Regions from separate parts of the Mus musculus genome. Here region 1 is linked to region 2. A link is a contact called in public promoter capture Hi-C data. All regions are on one chromosome and are shown on one strand. Each heading gives the region's core, a stretch centred on a gene start, on an enhancer-like site or on the middle of the called end of the contact. The rest is flanking DNA. Distances are from core to core; before and after follow the strand shown. Region 1 holds the start of Eola1 (endothelium and lymphocyte associated ASCH domain 1). Region 2 holds the start of Fmr1os (FMRP translational regulator 1, opposite strand).

The links. Capture Hi-C pulls out chosen DNA fragments and counts their contacts.
Region 1: a contact with region 2 is called in a promoter capture Hi-C map of liver, with 3 times the contacts expected there. The contact joins the promoter of Eola1 here to the promoter of Fmr1os in region 2. A contact is called at or near these places in 4 of 39 promoter capture datasets (cranial neural crest, frontonasal cranial neural crest, hippocampal neurons and 1 more), 2 of 115 datasets of contacts at active chromatin or transcription factors (astrocytes and large pre-B cells) and 2 of 9 other capture datasets (adipose tissue and liver).

What each region holds. Positions count from the first base shown.
Region 1 is chrX:70,383,841-70,389,755 of GRCm38.p6, forward strand. It overlaps Eola1 (endothelium and lymphocyte associated ASCH domain 1), which reads left to right and starts at 2,073. Exons shown (of 3, transcript NM_026787.2): 1 at 2,073-2,311; 2 at 4,054-4,326; 3 at 5,032-5,576. The coding sequence starts at 4,074. The coding sequence ends at 5,252. It also overlaps a transcript of Ids not described here.
Region 2 is chrX:68,674,781-68,680,408 of GRCm38.p6, forward strand. It overlaps Fmr1os (FMRP translational regulator 1, opposite strand), which reads right to left and starts at 3,619. Exons shown (of 4, transcript NR_033481.1): 1 at 3,400-3,619; 2 at 2,234-2,345. It overlaps Fmr1 (FMRP translational regulator 1), which reads left to right and starts at 3,761. Exons shown (of 17, transcript NM_008031.3): 1 at 3,761-4,087. The coding sequence starts at 4,037.

The DNA.
Region 1 (5,915 bases), core at 823-3,322, 1.7 Mb after region 2:
AAAATTGGACATTGTACTATAGGAAGATCCAGCAAGACCTTACCTGGGCATATAACCAGAAGATGTTTGAATTGGTAATAAGGACACATGCTCCACTATGTTCATAGCAGCCTTATCTATAATATCCAGAAGCTGAGAAGAACTCAGATGTCCCTCAATAGTGGAATGGATATAGAAAATGTGGTACATTTACACAATGGAGTACTACTCAGCTATTAAAAAGAATGAATTTATGAAATTCCTAGCCAAATGGATGGACCTGGAGGGCATCATCCTGAGTGAGGTAACACATTCACAAAGGAACTCACACAATATGTACTCACTGATAAGTGGATATTAGCCCAAAACCTAAGATACCCAAGATATAAGATACAATTTGGTAAACACATGAAACTCAAGAAGAATGAAGACTGAAGTGTGGACACTATGCCCCTCCTTAGAATTGGGAACAAAACACCCATGGAAGGAGTTACAGAGACAAAGTTTGGAGCTGAGACAAAAGGATGGACCATCTAGAGACTGCCATATCCAGGGATCCACCCCATAATCAGCATCCAAACGCTGACACCATTGCATACACTAGCAAGATTTTATCAAAAGGACCCAGATATAGCTGTCTCTTGTGAGACTAGGTTGGGGCCTAGCAAACACAGAAGTGGATGCTCACAGTCAGCTAGTGGATGGATCACAGGGCTCCCAATGGAGGAGCTAGAGAAAGTACCCAAGGAGCTAAAGGGATCTGCAACCCTATAGGTGGAACAACATTATGAACTAACCAGTACCCCGGAGCTCTTGACTCTAGCTGCATATGTATCAAAAGATGGCCTAGTCGGCCATCACTGGAAAGAGAGGCCCATTGGACAAGCAAACTGTATATGCCCCAGTACAGGGGAACGCCAGGGCCAAAAAAATGGGAATGGGTGGGTAGGGAAGTGGGGGGGAGGGTATGGGGGACTTTTGGGATAGCATTGGAAATGTAATTGAGGAAAATATGTAATAAAAATATTAAAAAAAGAATAAGCAACAACAAATGCTGATAAGGATGTAGAGAAAGATAACTCATATTTGCTGTTAATGGGATTGCAGACTAGTATGGCAACTCAGAAAAACAGTGTGAACATTTCTCAAAAAGCTAAGAATAAATCTATTGTATAACCCCCCCCCAAAAATACTATCCAAAGCTCTGTTCCTACTTCATATGTCACCAGTCACTGAACCACGTTCAACCTCTACTTCAGCATGCATAGCACTGTCCATCATGTATAATTCGGCTCCCACTCACAGGCACGCCCTCCTTCCCCTGTATCCCTCCAGCAAGTAAAGCCAGCATCCAAAGCTCAGCTCTGTCAACAAAATCTCACCACACATAGCCCTGGCTGGTACTCTTGAGGCCCTAACCACCTTGCTGAGTACTGACAGTCTGGTCCACCACTTCAGCTTGCACAGCCCTTCCTTCTCCTTAAGCAGATCTGAACCGAGTTAAGTGGGGATCCAAAGCTCCGCCCTAGTATCCCAGTAGCTCCACCCACTCAGGTCTGCACTCACAACAGGCCCAGATTCCAAGCACCCGTAATTCCTAACTGTTCCCAAGGATTCTTCAGAGCACAAACTCCCATTCCCAACCTCTATCAGGTGCTCACAGCCCCACCCCACCCCACCCCAATGCCTAACCTCGGGATTCAAACAGCTTTGGCCCTGGACCAATTTTAGGCCCCTCCTCAACAAGCCTCTTCCCTCACATCCCCAATCCCGCCCCTCCTGCTGCAGTGCAACCTACTCCTACTTTCATGGGTTTTTGCAGACTCCGCCGACTAAATCACTCACTCCTTTTCTCACTTCTTTCCCTCCCCAACCGCCTATTACAGACCCTGACCCACTTTATTTGCAAGATTGCTTTAAGAAAACGGTGTCTTCTAGCATTCGATGTCGCTTACTGCTTAATTACGCAAGTCCGTACCTTCCTATCCGGGTAGCATAGTGCCTGTAGTTCTAATTGGCTGCGGATGTTTACTCGTGTAAATGGGCGTGGTGTGCGTGCTTACGTAAATTGTGTAAGTTCGGGCACGGATGTGTTTCTGGGTCTCTTCTTAAAGCAGTCAGAGTTAAAGTCCCAGAACGCCAGTTAAAGTTAAGGCTATAGCCAAATGCTTTCCTTTCTTTAGAGCGGACATTATCCACCCACTCTCAGGAGTCTTTGGTACTGGCGGACTTCCGGGAACGCTGGAAGAGAGAGAAAGGACTGGGTGTAAACTGGAGTCTGCCGCGTGATAAGTGACAAAGCTGAGAGGCCCACAGCACCCAAAGGACACAGGTAACCTGTTGAGTCGGAGCCTTCGAGCTTGCCCCCATCCCCCACCCCATTGAGGACACCCCAGCCTCCAGCTTCGCCAACTGCTGGGCCAGCCCAAGACCGGTCTTTGCATGCCCCATCTTGCCAGCATTTCACAGTCTCTCCTAAGTGATGCAGTGTGGATGCAGGCGGATGAAAACCAAATGTGCTGCTCCAGGGCACTGTTTCTTCCTTACTTTTAGGCTACGAATTCACTGACACTCTAGACTATGAGGCCTTTGGTATTATTATGCCTAGTCTAATATACCAGTTGACACTGAAGGCACTGGGATTTGGTAGACCTGAGCATTTCCATGCAATCACATTCTATGTGGCATCATTTTTCTCCTGTTAAATTGCATGTTTGACTTAATAATGGCAACCAGTTGCAGAATTAACTTTCTACATCAGGCGGTTCTTGTACCAGACAAAAAAGGACCTTCCCACTGACATGATAGCAGAACCAAGCTGTGAGTGAGATGTACAGCCCTAACTCTTGTTGATCTCTAAGGCTTGCTGAGCCTTTCCTGCTGCCAGTAGCCAACAAAACTAAGTTTTACTTGGTGTTTTTTTTTTTCCTTTATCTACCTTCTCCTTATGTAAGTGGAGAAGCAGAAACAAACCAAAAAGGGCAGCTTCTTCATCCACAGAGCAGGTTTATCTGCAGAAACATGAGGAAGAGTATTCAGTTGTTCTAGCTACAGGGCAGTGAGTGAAATGAGAAGAGGGCAAATATTTCGCGTGGGCAGCCAGATTGCAAGGAATCCTGAGGATTCTTGTGAGATGGGTGGATTCTGGGCTGGTTGGAACATGAGCCCTTGGCAGGAATCAGAGTCTTCCAGACATGCGCACAGAACAATCAGATCTGGAAAAAAAGGTTTATGTTAGTTTAGAGGTTACAGTCTGTCATTGGGGTAGGGCAGGGCAGGAATTCAGTCCCTGAGAACTCCAAAGGTCCAGGATAGTTGACTCTATTGGTCTTCCTGTGGAGTTTTTATCTCCTTTAGGGTCCACATCCTTCCCCCAACTCTTCCATAAGAGTCCCCAAGTTCCATCCACTGTTTGGCTGTGGGTCTCTGTATCTCTCTGAGTCAACTGCTGGGTGGAGCCTCTCAGAGGACAACATGCTCCTGTCTGCAAGCATAACAGAATATCATTAATAATGTCACAAATTAGTGCTTGCCCATGGGATGGGTCTCAAGTTGGGCTGGTTTTGGTTGGCCATTCCCTCAGTCTCTGTTCCATCCCCATCCCTGCATTTCTTGGAGACAGGATAAATTTAGGGTCGAAAGTTTTGTGGGTGGGTTGGTGTCTCTATTGCTCCACTGGGGCTCCTGCCTGGCTACAGGAAGTGGCCTCTTCAGGTTCCATATCCCCAATGCTGTGAGTCACTGTTAAGGTCGCCCTCTTTGATTCTTGGGTGTCTCCCTTATCCCAGGTCTATTTCATCCTGGAGATTCACACACACACCTCCATGCCCCTGTCAGTTGGAGATTTTCATTCATTCTCATGGACATCTGATCATCTTTCCTGTCCCTCCCCACACCTGATCCTGAACACTCCCACTCCTAGGCTCAGAGGTTAAGAGCAGGACATTATTAATCTGTGACAGGAAGCACATTGAGTTCAGTGGAGTTTCAGGGCACATGGGAATCATCTGGGGAAGGCAAGGCCCAATGGATGTGAGCCTGAAAAGCTCAGCTGTGGTGTGTTTCTATCTTTAGGCCCAGAGACTCTGAGGAAAATGAAGTTTCCCTGCCTATCCTTCCGGCAGCCCTACGCTGGTTTAATCTTAAATGGAGTCAAGACTCTTGAGACACGTTGGCGTCCCCTGTTGAGCAGCGTTCAGAAATACACCATTGCCATCCACATTGCTCACAAGGACTGGGAAGATGATGAATGGCAGGAAGTGCTCATGGAGAGGTTGGGGATGACCTGGACACAGATTCAGACCTTACTACAGGCAGGAGAAAAGTACGGCAGAGGCGTGATAGCTGGTAAGTGAGGCTGTACCAAATACCACGTAGACAATTCCAACAGGATCCTGCTTGATAGATTGGTGGCACTGTTTTGCTGTTAGTTAGAGGGCGTGTCCTAAAGTTTCCAAGAAGACTCACTAAGGACTACCAAAGTCACTTGAATGAGGTGAATAGGTCTGGGTTCCACAGACTCAGTTACGTCTTAACTCTAGGCCTCATGTAGCATTAGACTGTGTGTGCATGAATATGTGCAAAAGGCATGGTCTATGACAGCATAGACACTGAAAAAGTGGAGCATTAATAGAGTAAGGCTGCTTGCCTGGCTTGTAATGCCTCTCACAAGAACCTTGAGTAAGACACCAATCAACATCTAATACGACTAGTCACCTACTGACCTAATTGGGAATCTTATTGACTGTGGGCTTCCTGGATAAGACTGGTTCTCTTTCAGTAAATGCCAGCCTTAGTAGTATGCTAGAACCTGACTGTTCTTTAATGCAGGACTCACGGAGCATAAGCCACCCTCTTCTTTTTCCCAAAGCCTGTGGCCGTCTCACCCAGGATTGCCTAGTTCAGTTGGTCATGTTTCCAATGTTCAGTGAGAAAAATCCCAATTTCCTATCAATCATTTTGATTATACACTATCAGTTGACCCTGCAGTCATAAAGATAACCTTGTTGTATAGAAGAGACTACATCTGTATATTTCTGTCTTTGTGCCCAGGACTTATTGACATTGGAGAGACTTTTCAGTGTCCAGAGACCTTAACTGCTGAGGAGGCTGTGGAACTGGAAACTCAAGCTGTGCTAACCAATCTGCAGCTGAAGTACCTGACTCAAGTTTCAAACCCCAGGTGGTTACTGGAGCCCATACCTAGGAAAGGGGGAAAGGATATATTCCAGGTAGACATCCCAGAGCACTTGATCCCACTGGAGAAAGAATGACTGCTCTGGAAAACAACTGAAGAATGGCTCTGCCAGTAGACCATCAGAGTGTGCACCTCCAAATCTCAATCTAGGAGACTCGGATCCACTCCTGCAGAGCACAGCTCACTAGCTGGGTGCTGTTTCCAGCCTGCTCTGCCCTCATGAAGGGCATGGCAGTAAACACATCCCTCATGCTGTGGCGCTGCCAACAGAACTACAGAGCCTTGAGAACTTTGACCTTTAGGGAAAAGGAAACGTCCCAGGAAATGATATTTGCCTGAGGTTCACTTTACTCCTGCTGTTTTCTGGATTGCACAAATAAATCTGATAATAGTTAAGTGTTTATGAAGTGTCTAGCTCCCTTTCTCCTTCCCTATGTCTTTATTGCAGTCAAATCTCATGCAGTACGTGAACAGCATCCAGGGGCCCATGGGACAAGTCTGGGAGCAGTCACTGAGTTAACCCCAATGCACTAAGTCTGGGATGAAGAGGGAATCAAATGGAGAAAACAAGCATTGGCCCATCCTTGCTCCTATTCTGTGGAGACAGTCCCTCAACAACCAAAACTGTGTGTCACCCAACTACTTATTACCTAGAGAATCCTAAATATTACTCAGAAACCATGATGCTTAAGTATTAGATGTTAGTGTTTATCTTGTAGCAAGTTTTAAAACTATTTTT
Region 2 (5,628 bases), core at 2,369-4,868:
GCATTACCTTGATAGTTTTTTTTAGATGGGGTCTGTACCTACTACTGGACAAGAGCTCATTATGCAGCTGAAGATGCCCTTGAACTTCTGATTCTTCTGCTTCTATCTCCATGTTGGATTGGGTTTAGAGGCATGCATCTAAAACATGGTATTCTATTTTTTGAATATCTGTTTTAGAGGAGAGGTCAAATCGAGGTGATATGTTCAGAGAAAATAACATGAAAGAAGTCTGACTTAAGCAGTGTCTTGAAGGGCATTTCAGCTAGGACTGAGGAATAAAAAGGCATAGAGGGCTCAAGTTACAAAACCATGAAATATAGAAGAAATCGATGCAGAGACAACAGACAGTTATTTAATGGAAGATAGGGGCCAAAGTAGGGCCAGACATGCTGAAGTATAGGCATGGAGCAGATGTCATTTATGCTGAGTCTTCAATATGTATTCATTCATTCACTTACCCATTCATTCAATAAATAGTTAGAAACCATCTACTGTGTTCCCGACATTGGTGACACAGGCACTTAAGCAATACATAAAAGACCAATCTTTTTTTTTTTTTTTCAAAATTAAGTTTACATTCCAGTGAAAAAGACTAACAACTTGCCTGATAATTTCAAGACATCAAAGGAAGTATCATGATTGTGAAATTTAGAATGTGAGGCAGAAGGGATAAAAGATGTCAGAATGTATAAAACATTAAGACTTGAATAAATAATTACTTTAGGTTTAGCCAAAGAAACATTACCAGAAATCCCATCAGAGTGTTTGGGGTGGCAGTTTGATTGGTATGGCACATAAGCAGGGGTATTATTTTGTCTTGCGACTTGACAAAAAGAAGGCAAGAGTGGCTATAGGGAAGCAGGTGGAGAATGAAAGCCTGGATAATGCATGAGTAGACTCTAAGACTCTGAAAGAATTTGGTATCCGATTAGGATTGAGAGACCCCCCCACACCGTGAGGTGTAGAGTATGAGCCCACCCCAGAGAAATCTAAAAGAGGAAAGATAATGCCACAACATATCCCCACAGTGAGAACAAACACCAAACATTTAAAATCTACCTAAAGTACAAGGGTGAATAAGATATCTTTTCTGCCTAGATAGTACTAATAGTCCAATGAGAAAAATAACTGTAAATAAATAATTCTACTGTATTGTAAATGACAGTAAAATATTAAGCATTCAGAGCCTGTTTTATAATCAGTGCAAAAGAAGAAACAGGAAGTGCATACACAACTCTGTAAGAGCACACTCGCAAAATTCTTGCCACAGTGCATGAAGAAGACACAAGAGTTTTCGTGACCCTGGGAATGGTGGCATATGCCTTTATTCCCAGTACTTTGGTAGCAGGAGCAAATAGATCACCATGTGTTCAAGGCCTGCCAAGGATAAATACTGAGACACTGTCCCAAAAGCAATTTTAAAAATACAGATTTAATGGTAGCAGTGAGAAACAGATTTACAGTCCAGTACCACGTCTGTGTATGCAAAAGCCATACACATATAGCACACTAGAAGTAAAGAAAGAACAGGGAATTCAAGGATAGCCTCTACTAATTCTGAGTTGTGGCCAACCTGCCCTACAAAAAAATCTGTCCTTAAAAACACTATCTTAAACTATTAATGATATGTCAAACATTACAACTGTTTTCTAGTAGAATGAGACAAGTAATATACACAATAATATGAGCAAAAGAGGGGCCATGTAAGAACTAATGGTGAGCATGCTGAGAATTGAAATAAATGCTTACTGAAATATTTGCAACTGAAGTGAAATAATTACACAATCGGACTCTACCTAATAACTTTAAGGGGGAAAGAAAGTTATGCACAGTGTCATGACATCATGAAACTATGTCTTAGGACAGTAACCTTTGCGAATTACTGATATGTTTGAAAGCCCTGAGAAAACTACATATCTTACACTTGGAAGATAGAATCTTCTCAATCAATATGTCCCCTTTTATATCACTGGAGTTAAAGCTAATGTTATGCCCCATCTGGTCTATGGTGAGATTTGTATTCAACCCTACAGGATTCTTAATATATTGTGGCTACTCCAAAGATCCTAGTTCAATGGGTCATTTCTGTTTACCATAGCCTCAAGGAATGTGGCCCTTGATCCACTGCTTTAAAGCTGGAGTTGCAACAACATTAATATTGTTCCGGCTGAGGCAGGCTGGGAACTGGAAGCCTCACATCCTAGCCCTCTACCATCTGCTTAGGACAACTCACCCTTGCTCTTTCAAGTGCACACTTCCAAATAAGTCTTTCTTGTCACATTCCAGTTGGAATCATCTTGCTTCCGGGCTCACTTATCTCACACCACAGACAGGCTCATTTCCAACTGTAAAAGATATAACCACACTTTATAGACCACATCACAGTTGTGACTCCATATTTATATCTTCTTCATGCGTGTATGTGTGTGTAGCATCCATGTGTGTGAGTATGGCCACACATATGCCACAAAACATGTGTGGGGGTCACAGTACAACTTCTAATGCAGTCCTTGCCTTCTACCCAGAGTCTCTCTTTTTGTTGTTCGAAACTAGATAAGGCACACTGACCTGTGAACTTCTGGGGAATCAACTTTGTGGGAGTGCTTATTTAGGCACTTAGGCCCAGCTTTCTATAGATTCTAGGAATTAGAAAATTCAGGATTTCATGCTCGCATAGCAAATGTTTTACCCCCTTGAGCCACCTCTCCAGCTCCACACTTACGGTTTTGAGAAGTTGAATTTTGCACATCTACTCCTGTAGGTTCCAATTTCAATAGTGACAGTCTTTTTGTTGCTACCTCACCAAGGACTCACTAGTACTTAGGACAGTGCTTGGCACATGGTAGGCATTCAATGAACTTCTCAGTTGGATGCAAGCCTTCTGGATTAAAGGAGCATGGGTCAGGCTGGATATAAGCCCAATACAGAGGCCAAAGGGGTGGGGAGGTGATTTTGGTTCTGCTGTAGAAGGCAAAGGCAGAGAGCTGCATGGAAAGGACCCAATGATGCACATAGACAGATCCCATGACTGCTTTACTGATGCCCTCCCTCTGGTACAGGGGGCATGTAGAAGAGGCAGAAGTCGAGTAAAAAGGAATTAACAAGTGTTCAACTCTCTCTGTCAGCTCTTTTTATTACGAATTCCAAGTAAAACTATGAACGGAAAGTGTGAGGGGGACTGTCTGAGAAAGGGATAACATTTCCTGAAGTTCTGGCACACCCTATTGGCCCTTAAAAAGTACTCAAAGTTCCCACAATACTTCCCCAAATCACTAGGTAGTAGAGCGATTTATTTTGCATCCTAGCCATAAGAGTCCCAGAAGTCAGGGTCAATGTAGTTATCACTGTTCCTAGATCAAAGTGTTCTCCAATGGAATTTATCACTTTTTTTTTACTTCCCTCCCGCCGCGACTTGCAGTTCAAACAGGTCCCACGCCAGTGCCGTGAAAAATCTACCCAATGCCCCTCCACTTCTGGTCGGGCCCCATTTTCGACAACTGGAGGCCTTTTCCCATGTCCTCGCTTCCTCCTGTACGGAAGAGGCCTCTAGTCCCCGCGGCGGGCACAGGCAGCCAGACTTAGTACTGCCCTTTACGCTTTCCCGCCTTTCACCAAGTGCGCGCGCCAAAGGGTGCGCCCTGATACCCTGAGGCAGGTACCCAGGAGGGCGCATGCGCGTGCTCCACTGCCCGAGAGGAGGCAAGGGCGGAGCGGAGAGGGCGGGGCCAAAGGGGAGGGGCTGCGCGGGTCACGTGACATCGTTTGACTGTTTACAGGAGGCGCAGCGGAGCCCTTGGCCTCAGTCAGTCAGGCGCTGGGGAGCGTTTCGGTTTCACTTCCGGTGAGGGGCCGCGCCTGAGAGGGCGGGCAGTGAAGCAAACGGACGGCGAGCGCGGGCGGTGGCAGTGACGGCGGCGCCGCTGCCGGGGGGCGTGCGGTAACGCGGCGGCGGCGGCGGCGGCGACGGCGGCTGGGCCTCAAGCGCCTGCAGCCCACCTCCCGGAGGCGGGCTCCCGGCGCGAGGACGGACGAGAAGATGGAGGAGCTGGTGGTGGAAGTGCGGGGCTCCAATGGCGCTTTCTACAAGGTAACCGGCTACCGGACAGGCCCGGTCCTCGGCCTCCCTCCCTCCCTCGTGTCCAGGGTGGCGGGCGGGCCCCTCGGGCGCGGCGGGAGCGGCGGGCTGTGGGATGTGAGGGAGCGGCGGAGTCGGGGCCTAGAGCCCGCCTCAGCGTTCCGACTCCCGCCTGAGGCCCCGGCGCCTGGCGGAACGCGCGGGTTGCCGAGGGCGGTTGAGCGGCCGAGTTTGTCAGCGAAGCGGGAATGCGAGGACAGGGGATCCGATCGGCCATGGGGCCGGTGCCGCGGGAAGTGGCGGCAGCGGCTTAGTCCAGCTTTCCCAAATAATCCTCTCCCAGTGGGTTCGGGGCCTGACACGCGGGGAGCCGTGCGGGAACCGGGGGCGCTTCAGCCCGGCCGCCGCCAGCCCTGCTGGACGAACGGCCGTTACGAGGCTTGGGCGGCCGTTAGGAGGTTTGGGCTCCGCGTTCGGCCCACAGTCCAGACTTTGGAGAGCTCCCCGGTTCTGGGCGAGGGGTGTGCAGGGAGTAGTAAGAAGCGGGCGGCAGCTCGGAATCACAATGGCAACTGCTCTTGAGTGGCCTCTTTGTGAATTTCCAAGGAGGGTTTTAGATCTAAAAGTTTCGGAAAGACCATGACATCTGAGAGAGCGGTTTCAAACGCTAGCCAGAGCCGGTATATCCACGGCCTCCGAGGCTCTTTCTAACTGGGAGCAATTCAGGGATAAGCATGTCGCGGCTTCTAAAAATATTACCAAGTCTGCTTATTTTAAATTTCCCTTTGTGTTTAAGTTCTCGAGGACCCGAATTTGTGCCACAGAACTTCAGGAAATTAACGGGGACTGTACGATTGCTACTGAATTTTTACCAGGACGGTTTGGAATGTTTGTTCTGTGCGCTGAAGTGCATAAACTTGAGTATATTCGCTTTGAGTTTTGCGGTGTTACAGTGAGCTATATTTGAGGTTTTAAATGGGCATTCATGGAACTACTGAGAGTTTTTTTATACCATTGAATATCAAGTAACATCGTATATTTTTCAAGGAACTTTAAACTTAAGTATTGTGTGATTTTTTTTTGATACTGCATAAATGTAGATCTAGCAATATTATAAATTCTCCTTTTGTGAATGTTTATAAGCTCTCTAAGGCCCCACCTCACTAGAATATTTTAGTAACAGAAGGTGCACGTGGAAGGAAGCATGGAAAATAGCTTTTGCCATTGTCCAATAGTTTTAAGTTTATTATAGAATAACTTGGACATTTCAAGTGGGACATACTAAGCTAAACTCGGGAAAGTGACTTTAGTAAATTATGCTTTTGCCAAGTTTATGGAGACATTTAGTGGAAGATAAAATTCTCGAATCAAGGAAATTTGTAAAATACTAATTTATACTAAAAATACCCTTTTGTTGTAATATAGGAGACAGAAAGAACACAACATTTATGTTACTAATTTTACCAGTGCAGTTATTTTTCAATTTGCTGTAATAAAAAAAATGTTCCGGTTAGTTTTGGTTAGTTTGCATTAGAAGGTTTCTAGGTTCTAGA